Regions from separate parts of the Sus scrofa genome. Here region 2 is linked to region 1. A link is a contact called in public HiChIP or PLAC-seq data. All regions are on one chromosome and are shown on one strand. The core of a region is the stretch at or near the end of the contact, and the rest is flanking DNA. Distances in the headings are between cores, read along the strand shown.

The links. HiChIP or PLAC-seq counts read pairs in DNA pulled down with a chosen protein or histone mark.
Region 2: a contact with region 1 is called in an H3K27ac HiChIP or PLAC-seq map of skeletal muscle. The contact joins the promoter of PENK here to the enhancer-like site in region 1. A contact is called at or near these places in 11 of 47 Hi-C or Micro-C datasets (embryonic fibroblasts, epiblast stem cells, fibroblasts and 6 more) and 1 of 2 datasets of contacts at active chromatin or transcription factors (skeletal muscle).

Annotation. Positions count from the first base shown.
Region 1 is chr4:75,473,318-75,479,940 of Sscrofa11.1, reverse strand. No RefSeq gene overlaps it. Among named protein-coding and RNA genes, the nearest start is that of PENK, 49 kb to the left of the region's middle. Within about 2 kb of position 2,035, at least 9 of the 83 cell types and tissues checked have an H3K27ac peak or open chromatin away from gene starts, as enhancers often do. A contact at or near this core is called in retroperitoneal adipose tissue, skeletal muscle and subcutaneous adipose tissue, where this site is marked.
Region 2 is chr4:75,522,631-75,529,224 of Sscrofa11.1, reverse strand. PENK (proenkephalin-A) reads right to left here and starts at 3,728. Exons shown (of 3, transcript XM_003125621.5): 1 at 3,498-3,728; 2 at 2,911-3,052. The coding sequence starts at 3,048.

The sequences.
Region 1 (6,623 bases), core at 786-3,285:
TTTTTAATTTGACTTTTTTCTCAGAGATGATATGCTAAAATCTAGGTTTTGCTTAGCATTGAAATTTCCAGTCAAATGGATGGGGGATAGAATACACTGGTTGGGAGCTGTCTCATCATTTGACGTGGATGTGGTCTTAGGAGCGAGTCGGAGGCCTATTGGTTGACGAGGAGATGTTCCTGGATGGAGTTACTAGGAAACAGAAGATCTGAATTCTGGTTTCAGCCCTGTTGCTCATCCGTTGAGGGACTTTGGGAATCTGCTGGCATCGTGTAAGCCTCGTTTCTTCGTAGTTAAAGAACACAGTGAGCCCTGCCACGGTGAATCATGCTTCAATGTGGGTGGCCTGCTATTGTTTTAAAAAATGGTGCAGGTTGGGATCCAATGTATGTGTTTTTTATATAAACGAGTAATATCAGGCTTCTGATTCTTATGGGTATACAGTGGATAGTGCTTTGTTGCAGGGTGAAATGTTTACAAGAGGTGTCTGACGGGCAAAGCCATAAATGTGGAATGAGCCACCTTACGAGGAAAGCTGAGGGACTGGGGCAGTCTGGCTGCTGCAGGCAGCTGCCTACCTCACTCTTGCCTACACCTCTGCCCTGACCTGCCACGGTACCTGGTTCCCAGTGCAGGGTTAGTAAGGATTTGTTGAGCAAAGGGACCGATATGGCACTGATGCTTTCTTTGCTGTGCCTAATTGTCTGGAGGCCCTGGGCCCCTCCGAATCTCCCCAGTTTGCACCTGTTCTGATGCAGTGGCTCTGCCGAGCATGTGCCTTGCCTTGGCCAGACATGCTTTTGGTTTAGTTTGTTTTCTCTTTCATCTGCAGTTGCTTGGAAATTGCGGGGATGCTTATAGTTGACTATACTGGTGTCAAACATAAGTGCTTTCCGTTCTTAACTCTCACTGGACCTGGGACCAAGGATAAGTCATTTAAGCTGGGACCATGGCGACTTTCTCATCTACAAAGTAGAAATATCCTCAATGCTCTCTGCATTGAGAATTTCTAGTTCTTACGGCTTGTCACTGTAAGACACCCCTCTAAATCATTCCTGTCCTATCATAGTGTTTGATGATTTCGGTTCAATGACATTGAGATGAATGACCATGTCTCTTTTTTGCTTTAACAGTAACAAATGACTTTATCACATTTTTGTTGTTGTTGTTATTAGAAAGCTTGAAGGAAGTAGATGGGGATAATATTTGGGGTTTTCTCTTTCCTGCAAGTTGATTTTCTCACTCTGCATCCCTGGGGCAGGACAGACTTCCTTTGGATGGGGACATTATAACACAGTGTCTCCTTGACAGGTCCCTTCTGGCCAGAGGCTTGTGGGAGGGAAGGCAGGCAGCCACTGAGCCTCCGAGTGCTGTGTTACTCATGTGCTGGGCCCCCACTTTAGAGACGGGGCTCTGGGTGGACCAGAGCAAAGCTGAAGGCTTGGCTTCATTTGCCCCTTGGGATCTGGGCGTGTCCTGGGAGCATCCTGCAGCCACATCTGAGTAAAGAAAATGGCAGTTGGGCATATTTAGGCAGAGGTGTCTAGTGCTAGTGACCATGGGCTTGCTTTGACCTTGGGTGGCCTGGAAAAGTCTCATGAGAAGGCATCAGGAGGAGGGACAGGGTGGCTGATGTTGAAACCACTAGGTGAGCACAGCGGGCTTGCATAGAGGGTGTCGTGATCCCATTGTCGACGGCTGCAGGGTAGGTGGAAGGGGAGACCCATCCCCTGTGAGAACCAAGGCAGGGCTGTGCCGGCTGCTGAGAAGGAGGTCAGTCCCACAGCGGAGATCTCGAGACGCCTGGGCGGGGATTCAGGAGCAGAGGTGAACAGTGTGGGCATTTGCCAGAACCCTGCATTCCGCCTTGCTCTCACGGAGCTCACCAAGGGCCCTGCAGCAGACCCAGTGCCTGCCTGACCTCCAGACCTCCGGCCGTGGCCCCCTGGTCCACCAGGGACCGAGGAAGCTCAGACATCCCCACCCCCACCCGCCAGATGCAGTCCAGGCAGGACAAGGGGGAAGGAAGGAGACCATCGGAAACCTTAGGGCCTCGCTGTCATGTGAACTGCTGAGTTTCAAAGGCCTTTCCCTGCTCAGTGTCCAGCGGGTGGATGGGGTGGAGACGAAAGGAAGAAAGATGAGAGGCAGAAAATGGACAAGACAGATGTCCGGGGCCCACCTCAGAGGAAGGGGGTGGCATTTCAGTCCAGCCACAACAGGGCCTGCAGGGGAGGCTGGCCTGCCTTACCTGCCCCCCACCCCCACCCCAGGAGTGAGCCTGTGTCTTCCTGGGCAGTGTCACCCTGGCAGGTGGCCAGAGCCCCGCCGTGCTGGGGGGAGGGGAAGGGATCATGGAGCTCCCACTGAGCTCCCTCTGTGCACAGAGGGGACAGGGGCTTTGAAGACCTGCAGCCCTAAAGGCTCCCTGTTCCAGCCTCCATCCGAGCCGTTGTTTTCTGTCAAAGAACTGCACTAAATAAGAGAAAGAGGTAACTCTCGTGCCTGCCTACTGTTCTCCTTTCTGGATCTGCAGCTGGTTGCTAAAAGGCGCACTGGTTTTCCTGGGTGGAGATGGGAAAGTGACAGGTCCCTGAGTGACCTAGGAAGGAACTGATCTGGAAACAGCAGGAAACTTGTGCGATGAGTTTGATTCCAAAGTCTCTTAGAATTAAGGTGAATTTATTTAAAAAAAAACACAAAGGGTCTTTGATGTCCTGTCACAACTGTAATGCTGGGCAATGGCCTCGGGTCCTCTTATTGGGAAAGACCCCCTGTGATGAGGGGTCAGTGCTGAGGAGGCAGGACTGATGCTGGGGGGGAGAGGAATGCAGCTTTTGAACTCCCTGTGCTGGAACACGTCCTTGGCAAAGCCTGGTGATCTCATGAGAAGAATAACCGTCGTTCTTTTTTCCCCACGAGGCAAAACAGATGCTGTTTCTATGACGACACACTCACTCTTGGCCCAGCATCCATTTCTACAGCCGAACAAGCAACTCTTCCTGGGCCAGATGTCCCCGTGTGGTGGGGACAGCACACCCTCCCCCCACCGGGTGAACCTTAGGCTGTTGAACCTTCAACACCAAATTTCAGCTGAGAGATGAGAACCTGCAGGAGACAGAGGAGCCCAAGTTCAGCCCAGGCCTGGTGCCAATGAGGAGCCAGGGGAAGGGGGGCCCATCGGGTCCCTGGTCTCCTGGGAAGGTGGCAGTGCAGGTGGTGCTTTAGAAAGTGGCTTTGAGAGTGCCAGCAGGCTCTGTGTTGTTTCTTAAGACTGTCAGGGGCTCTGCAGTGAGGCTGTCCCTGTGCCCTGAAGCACTTGGTGACAGTGATGGCCAGTGCGGGGCAACTTGATGGGTTAACCGAGGGTTTGCTTGATTGGTCCATGTGAGGATTATTCTGCATGCCTCCCCCTTTGGTCCCAGGTAGGCAGGGCATCCCTCCAGGGCTGGCATCCTGTGTGTTTGCAGATGAGGGCTGGCTGCCTGGAGGTCACTCCCCACCTTGTCCAGCAGGTGGGCTGCCATCCACCGTGGAGCAGTGACACACCTGTGGCCCCTCTGCTTTGGTGATGTCCACATCTCCTGCTTCCCCCAGTGTGTTTCCCGGATCAAGCATTTCCAAGGAGCAGTTTCTCTCCTCTGGAAAATTTTCTTATTCTCTGTCTAGACACATTCTTCAAGTCTAGACAGAAACCAGATTCTCCCGGATGCCTCTGCGGAAGATGCCAGCCTGTGATAACTTTTCCTCCTTCTCAGTGCCAGTTCGTCTTGTACAGATGTCCCATAGACTTGCCTGTATCGTGGTACCAGAAATAATTATCTTGCTTTTACATTTTTCTGTCTAAAATGCAAGCATCGTGCCTTCTACTTTCTCAGATGCTCCTAGACCAGCGCGGCATATGGAAGGGGATCCACATGGGTTGGGTTTTAAAATGGTCTGAGATTCTGGAAGACTGTGTTACAGTGTAATGTGTGTGTGGTTTGTGTGTGTGTTCATCTGTGTTACATCTATGTGTGTGTAATTCGTGTGTGTGTGTGTGTGTGCATCTGTGTGTGTGTGGGGGGGATGGACTGACCCTTCCCGGTCCAGGTCTCAGGATATAGGTTTAGACAACGGAGAGTTCAGACACATCTCCTGAAATATCTACAGAATTGTTGCCTTTGGTATATTGGTTAAAGGCAACAGGGCTATAGATAGTCTCCAGAGTGGTTTGTTTTATGCGGCCTTTCCCACCCCCGCCAGCTTGTGGGAGTAAGGACAGGAACCTCGACCCCCATCGATCTCTGTATCCCCAGGACCCAGCACAAAGCCAGCACACTCATCAGGGTGGATGACAGCTTGCAGGAGGCATCATTCTTTCCCCTCCCCATCGTCCTACCTCGGCCCCAAACGAGAAATAGGAAGTCCCGCCCCTTCCGGAGTTTTAGAGGAAAGTGCTCCTTTCTTGGCCCTCACTTGCTGTCGCAAAGGGAGGGAGGCAAGTGGTCCCATTGTGAGATGGGGAAAAGGAGCTGGAGTCCCTCTTGGGGTGGCCTCTTTTCCAGAACAGCTTGTCCTGGGTCCACCACCCTGTGGAGAGGAGGGCTGTGGTCCAGCTCGGCCTGCATGGGGCTGGGGGTGTGGTTCCAGCGGAGGACGTGATGCTCCGTTATGTCCTAAGTGTCAGCTGCGTTCTTCCAGTGCAGCTTCCTTCGCTTCAAACCTGATGCGTTTGTTTACCTGCGTTTGTCTGCCGCCGAGACTCTCTTGGTTTGTTCTAAACTTTGAGCAGGAAAAGGAGCTGTGATGAACTCCTGGGTGGAAGGCCGTCCCATCCTTATCCCTGCTCCCTCGGGCGCGTCCCTCTCCCAGACTCTGGTCAGAGACGCTCACAGCAGCTCAAGGAGACCGCAGGGCTGAGGCTGCTGGACGTCAAAGAGAAAAAAGCAGCGCGATCCCCGAGTACCCTCTCTGCCTGGGCTCCCCTCCACTTTCTCGAAGCCGTATGTTTGCAAGGGATTAAGGCATCACGGTGAGAATTCGGGTGAAGGTGGGTTGGGAGGAGCACTGTGTGAACAGGACAAGCAGGTCGGCGGAGGCTTGGAAGGAGAAATCACACATCAAGCACATCTTTCCCCTGGGTTCACATCCTTGGACATCTCGGGGCCTCGCGGAGGAGAGGACCTGCCCCTCCCAGGCTTAGCCGAGCCACGGAGGCAGCAAATCTCCGTAGCGAGCGAGTTCCCTTCCACGCGGACCGCACTCCCATCCAGAGCCCACACTCCGACCACTCCTGCACCTGCACTCTGGGGCCCCAGCCCTGCCTTCTCCCGGGCCCAGGTCCCAGAAAACCAGGGACACCTCGAGGCCCTAGAGTCTACTAGGGTTTAAAACAGCCAACTTGAGATTTCCCCTGGAAGCTAAGGTAATGAATCCAACTAGTATCTAGGAGGATGTGGGTTCATCCGCTGGCCTCACTCAGTGGGTTAAGGATCTGGCATTGCTGTGGCTGTGGTGTAGGCCGGCAGCTGCAGCTCTGATTTGACCCTTAGTGTGGCAACTTCCATATGCCATGGGTGCGCCCCCCCCCCAAAAAAAAAGAATAATGCCATTTGCAGCAACATGGGTGGACCTAGCGATTATCATGCTAAGTGATGTGTCAGACAGAGAAAGAGAAATACCATATGAGATCACTAATATGTGGAATCTAATTTAAAAAATGATACAAAAGAATTTATTCACAAAACAGAGACAGACTCAAAGAGTTTGAAACCCAACTTATGGTACTGAAGGGGAAATGCTGGGGGGGAGGGATAAATTAGGGGGTTGCGATTAACATATGCCCACGACTACACACAGAAATTGCTAAGTAGCAAGGACCTACTCTACAGCACAGGGAAATCGACTCAATACTCTGTGATAGTTTATATGGAGACAGAATCCTCAAAAGAATGGGCATATGTATATAAATACCTGATTCACTTTGCTGTACACCTGAAACTAACACAACTTTCTAAGTCACCTACACTCCAAGAAAATTTATTAAAAAAAAAACAAAGAGGGGCTATCTTTGTACTTATTTTGGTTCCACTTGGTAGAAGGGAGTATTTGGGCCTACGTTTTGGAGTTTAGCCTAATTTCAGTTACTGGTTGAGTTGGCCAAGCACTTTGAATATTGAGTGTCAGAAAGTACAGTTATTGTCCAAAAGGGCCGTGTGAGTTCTGAGTCTAAAATGATGAAGTTTCTGTGTTTGGGTCAAGCTTTGTGGAGGAGGGCAGATCGAGTCAGCAGGTGCCTGAGTCTTTGTGAGGTTGATGTTTGAATGGATTTTTGTGTTTACAAGTCTTGGATTGTTTTGATAAAGTGGCCTTAGCAAATAGGTTTTTGTTTGTTTCTTTTCTCCCCTCTGGTGTAAAGATTTTTATCGTCTTCGAATCATTCCGTTTTGTGAGGGTTGTCTTTGTTAGGGGAGAGAAAGTTAATAGATAATATGTACCTTTAACATTTTCTCCCTTCTAAACTGGCCCTTTGTTGTAATTTCATCATTTGAATTGAGTTCGAAGCGGCAATGCTATTATGTGAGTTTGGAAACCTCTTGGTAATTGTCTTGATCACAATCATCAAGCATTAAGTGAGCTTC
Region 2 (6,594 bases), core at 2,479-4,978, 48 kb before region 1:
ATAATAATGCATTTTTCTTGCAACAACTTTTTGTCCTACTGAACAGGCCAATCCAAGGAAACTCAAAACGGGAGATTGTGGAGAATTAATGGGATCAAATTAGAATTTTTCTTTGAATTTTAACAGATGCTGTGCCATTGCAATAGTGTAAAGATATTTTTTTCCACCCAATTTTAACCTAGATTGGCTACCTGCACAACCTTATGTCATTGGATCATTTGCCATTGTTGATTTCATTTTGTTTAAGGTTTTTCTCACCAAAAGGGAGAACTTTCTCTTTACCCAATTAGGGACATTATCCCCAAATTTATTTTATTGTCTTACAGATAAAATCAAGGTTTAATATAAATTTGTTTACATTATTGCATTAATATTTTACTTGGAAGGATACCCTGTATTCCTGTGAACAGTTTCAAATTTTAAGGAAAAGCAGCAATTTCAAAATAAGTTTGAAAATAAAGACACAGTAAAAACTCAATTTAAATCCTACAAATTATTGGAATTATGATATATTGATTTGCTGAAAGTAGAAGCTTTACTTTCCCTCCTTAACTGATTGATAGGTATAATCATCTTGAACTAAATGTCTGTAGGGATGAGGTCTGATATAAAATTAAACATATGCAAATGTTCAAATAACTCATGTTTCTTTTCGTAATATTTAACCAGTCATTGGCATACAGAAAAAGTCTTTTCCAATGGAAATCATGTTATTCGACAAAATAAGAATGATCAGTTTACAATTCTTTCTTTTTTTATTATATAAAAGTTAAATTCTAATAGTAAGACATAGGCTATATATTCTAATAATATTAAAATTCCCTTCTACTCAATAGGTCACTTGGATATGACGAAGTGTGTGCTAATGTTACATGAACATTTGTAAAGTCCATATCTTATTTCTTAGCAATTCAAGGGGTTTTATGGCCTCTGAAAGTCTACCTATAGAACCTAGTTAACAACCCTTGATTTAGGCATTAAAAACCTGGCCCTTTCTTGGGATTTAAAAATATGGTATGTTACTTAATATGAAATACATAGATTTTATTTTCACTACGAAAGAAAGCAATCTAATAGTGCAACAAAAGTCTTTAGGGTATATATTTAACCAACTCTTAATGATTATTTAAGCTTTGTGTCTAAGAAAATTAAATATATGCCTATGCAAAAATCTAAAGATCTAAATAAAATGGCCCTGTTTTATTCTTGATATCTGATTAAGAAATCTACACATCATGAAAAATTTGAGATGTTCAGGTGTCAATATTTCCATTCTAAAATGAAATTTGCATGATCTCTTTGCCAAAAATTAATGTTGAATATTTTGTATCCTATTGCCAAAAGCCTTCTTTCATGTTGAGATTCCTTCAAAGACAAATAATGGCAAATAATCAGAATAACACAGTCATATTGAAGAATACTCTGTTTTAGATGGTAAAGTCAACTTGGACACTAGTTGTGGCAGGCCTGCTCATCTTTGCATCCAGCACAGAACGAGCACAAGTGTCTTTCACATGGTAGAAGCCCAATAAATATTCGTTATGTTGACTTTACCACATAGTTCTGGCTAGGCAACATCATTTTTCATATGTCTTTTCCATCCGAGTGAAAATTCTAGAGCTCCTGTAATCGCAACAATACAGTTATCGGCAAGCTTTCTGTCCTAAAGAAAATAACAGCTCTAAATAAGACCCAATGCAAACCCCACCAGTTAAGCAAATAACAAATCAGAAAGAAAAAAAAAAAAGATGAAGGGGACTGTTCCCCCCTATTGACAATGTGACACTTTCTTCAGAGTTTAAATATAATGCCCTCCCCTGTATCTTGTCAAATGAAAGGGGTCATGTAATCCAAGTGGAACAAACATTTAATGGGAAATAAATGCCCTGAGTTCTGTGGAATCTTTCCTTTGATTTTTGTCCTTATTTTAGGGATCGACATAACAAAACTGCTTTGGAGGCTCTAGGGAGGAACTTAACTCTTTGGATTAGTACATTATTCTCTGCTGAACTTTTTAAGTCATTCCAGAATTTCGACAAATTGTGAAGAGAGTGCAGAGGAGTCATAGGGGTGGGGGATCGTGAAGCTGAAGCTTCCTGAGATTCTGACGCAGTGGAGCAACGACTGCGATTAGAATGACAGTTCTTCTGCCCTTAGATTTTCCCCCAAGCCCCTGCGTAATTTATCTTGGCATCCTTACCGCCTCTTTGGACTCCCACCTCTCCTGTGCCAAATTAAACTGTTGTCTTAGTAGGGGTTACAAGGTGCATTCTTGTACCTTGTACAAGACAGAGGTTGGATGCCAGAACCGCTCGCCTGTGAAACAGTCTCTGACCTCTTCCTCTCCTACTGTGCTCTCCCTTCCTCCTCTCCCTTTATCCCTGCCCCATCCCCTTGCTCTCTTCTACCCAAGGGTGACGCTCAGGGCCTGAGGGACCTGAGGTTAAAAGTGCTAGAGAAAGGACATTCAAAGAAAGGCGATAAAATATCACAAATGAAAAATGTCAACATTATTTGCAAGTAGGATGGAAAGATGTGTGTGGAAGGGGCCCTTGGTGGCCTATGTGAGGAGGCAGGGTGACTGAGCGGCTTCCTTGGGGCAGGTGAGGTGACAACCCAGTGCTCTCCGAGGTGCTGAAAAGAGCAGAGCTCGGGGTTCCTGCATTCCCGGGGTTGAAACAAACTTGGTTTGCGTGGAGACACCGCCGCCCTTACCGGGCCCTAGATAGTCGTGGGTCCCGAAAGCCGAGAGCTACAGCAGGACCTTGGTCAGCATTTGGGGAACAGTCGGGGACAGCTGGGTCATCAGGGGTCTGCGCCGATTGTGACCACGAGATGCCTCGCGGGGCGGGCCCGGGCTGCCGGCGCAGGGTCGCGGTTAGCCGCTCCTGCGCCGCGCACAACACTCACCAGAGGGTTGAGGTCGGTTGGGCGCGCCAGGCGGTAGCTGCACGTCGCACAGTCCTGGCTGCATTCTGCCCTCACGGTCGCCAGGAGCCCGGGGCTGAACGCCAGCAGCCAAGTGCAGAGTCGCAGGAACGGCGCCATGGGGCTGCGGGAAGAGGGCACAGGAGCTGCGAAGCTGCGGAGGCGCAGAGCAGGTCCTTGCGGGGGGAGGACCCTTCGCCGAGCAGCCCCAAAGGGGGGTTTGGCGAACCCGAGCTCGCCGGGACACTCTTTCCTGGGGCCCCCGCCCGCCCAGGGGACCCCTCCGATGGCCTCGCGGTTCCCGAGTTGTCACTGTAGCCCGGAGACCAGGGCGCCCGGGGCATTCGCTCTCTTTCCAGGCAGCCGCGGTCCGGGGCAGGATTTTGGAGCGGACTAAAGAGACCAAATTCAAGAGCGCAGGAACCCGAGGAGGCGCGACATTGACCCGGGTCACAAACAGGGAGCGGAAGAAAGTTGGGGAGTCCCATGCAATGAAACGCGGGTAAAACGCAGCTGGTGAACGGCCCCAACCCCACTGAGCAAAGCGAGCTTTGGCCAAGTTGACTCACGATGAGGCTGCTCGGAGCGCAGGATGGTCAGAGAGCGCACGTCCCGGGCGGACTCTGGACGGAGAGGAGAGGCGAGCAGGCTGGAGGCAGCCGGGGCTGACCGTCGCGGTCCTCGGCGTCGCCGCGGCTGCAGCCCAGGGTCCGGGCGCCTGCCTCGCCTGCCTCCCTCGCCGGCCGGGTTGCGGCGGCCGGAGCCACTTTATAATTCGCCCCCGAGCGCAGGAGGCTGCGCGCCCCAATCGCCGGCGGGCTGTCGCTGACGCAGGCCCTACGCCGGCCGCGCGCCGCCCCCGCCGGAAGGAGGGTCCCGGCCCGGGCTGGGGGACGCGCGTGGCGTCCCAGCCCTCGACTGGGTGACACACCAAGGCAGTCAGGAAAGTTGGGGAGAGAGTGGGATGTGATCACGTTCCCCCGCGCATAGTCCCTGCAGTCACCCTCCCTGGGCGCGGGCTCCGGGCAAGAGGCCAGGTGTGGGGGTGTCAGCAGGATGGACGGATTTAGATTCTGGAATCGGCTGGAGACCCTCCTGGAGCGCCCCCGCGGTCCCGGCGGGCACCAGGCACAGCCGCCCAGACGGTCGTCACTTGCCGGCCGGCCTGTCCCCACACTACACTTCCCTCCTAACAGCGTCAGGCGCGTAGTAGGAGCTCAGCTGACCGTTAAAGGAATGAATGAAACTTTCCGGGAATCTTAAAATCTCGGGACGGAGTTTTCCCCTTTCACAATCATGAGACCCCCTACCCGAGCGCGCACGCGGTAAAGCCCACGCTTGGGGAGCGGCATTCCCAGCTGGTCGCATGCTTTGCGGTCACCGCCGGAGGGGACCCGCCTTCACCCCGCTCCCCAGGTGGGCCTCCAAGTCAGGGGCTGGCTGCCTCGAGCGCTCTGCCCAGGGTCTTGGGAGATTTCCACGAATGAGAGGGTTTGTGGGGCCGGGGCGATGTTGAGGGAGAGGTGTGTGGGGGGTGCGGTACCCGGGGCGTAGAGGCCCTAGGGCGCGCACATCGACTTGGCTGAGGACGCGGGTAGAGCGTTGATGGCGGAAGCTGGGGCTGTGGATTGAGATCTGATCGCTCTCCGAGCGCTGCAGAAGATTATCTAAAGCAAACCATTTACCTGGCCTGAGGCCTCAGTTTCCCCATTTGGAAAATAGAGACATAGGTAATGAGGGACAGAGATACTGAGGAAGAACAGGGGCAGGAGCTATTCATAGGGTTCCGGAGACTTGCAGATGAAACCATGAGCCCGAACACTTAGCCTTTTGCCCGCACAGAGCAAGCCCTAAAAACCACGCGTCCATCTACTTTTCCATTTGTCTATCATTTACCTACTCCACATTTATTGTCTAGTATGTATGTATGCATATATGTATGTATGTATGTATGTATCTATCTATCTATCTACCTACCTATCTATCCTGGTCATAGAGGGAAACCACAATGCCCCAGAGCCCACACCTAGAGAAGGAATCCGCGTACTTTCCCAGTCACAAGCCCTTCGCAGGATCCGCCGCCACAGGACTCCTCCGACCTCGGGCCGCGCTGCGTCTCCCACTTTGGTCGCCAGAGGGCAGCGCCCTCCTGCGTAGGTCTGGGTGCGGGCGAGGGGTCCCAGCGCGCCAGCCGCGGACACGCACCTGAGTGGCCTCGGAGCTGCACCCGCGCCCCGCCTGCCTCCCAGGCAGGGGCAATTCTGAAGCAAGGCTGGGAGCGGAGCGCGGGGATGCGGTGGCAAAACGCCCCCCACAACCCGGAGAAGCCAATGTTCCCCCGTTTTTCAAATGGGGGGCTGGCTGGTGGTGGCGTCTCCAGCGTCTTACCCTATCCCCAGCAGGGAGGAGACGTTCCCCTGCCTGGGCTTTGTAAAGGCGGCGAGTACCCTGCAGTACTCAGTGCAAAAGCAAGGCAGGAACAGACCCGGCCTCAAAGAAAGAACACTTGTCAGAGCTGAGCACCTGCATACCTGGGATCACCCACTATGAACCTGAAGCGCAGGACGGGGCAAGGGGCTGAGAAAGGTGTTTGACCTGCCACGGGGTGCCTCCTGGGGCACACGGTGCTGAGCATGGAAAGGCGCCTTAGCAGCTTGGAAAAGTCGAAGCTTAAGACTGAAAGGGGACTTGGGGATAAATTATTCCAGCCTTTATTCAATAGATATGGGAAAAACGGAGGTTCAGAGAGCCCGAGGGACCAGTCCAGACAGCGGCAGAACCAGGTCCTCGCGCATCTCTCTTAGGGAGAGATCGCTAGGACCTCCCTCGGGCCTGGTTGTTTCTGTTGGAGCAATTCCTGTCTGCTCGGAGTTGGCTTCTCTTAGTGAACCAACATCTTTCTCCGCAGCGTTTCAAAGGTCAGGGGAGAGAGAAAAGGAGAGAGGGCTGGCTTGTCCTGAAGAGTAAGGATGGGGTATTAGTGCCCTGGGCGCTGGGGAGGTAGTGGGAACTGAATGAATGTGTGTGGACTGACTGGCTGAAAGAACACCGTGGGGAGAGGTGGGTTTGGTTTGCATGCCCTGAACAGCGAGGACGTCTGCCTCTCACCTCCTCCCGCTTCCCCTGGGGCTCAAGGGCGTCCACTTCGGTATTCATTTCTATATGTTTGAACAGTGGACGTGAACTGCAAGGGATGCGTCTTTTTATGATCCTTTCAATATTTGTCAAAAGCTAATAGATTTGGCAGTTATCTTCTGGGAAAAAAAAAAAAGCTGCTCTAGAAATCAGACTCAAAACAGAGAAGGGAATCTTAAAGCATTTAATCCAGAGAATTCTGATTCCCAGGCTAGGATCAAGACCTTGTCTTCTTCTGATCCTATGGAAACAAACATTAAAAGATTCTCATTACCGAGACCAAGAAATGTGACTTTTAAAGGCCTGATGATGAGTGGTGTTTTAGTCAGTTCATGTATTCTGGGAGCCTGTAGGAGGGATTTTAAAAAGTCCTTCCCTGCCCTCTTCCGTTGGAAGGTGCCTAAATTGAACCATGTCTTTTAGGGGCTCATTCCTCTTCCGTCTCCCCGCCACCCAGACACACAGGCTTCATCATGGAAACTGATGTCTCTGCCCCTCTCTGTAAACTAGCAGCAGTGGGAGAAGGCAGTT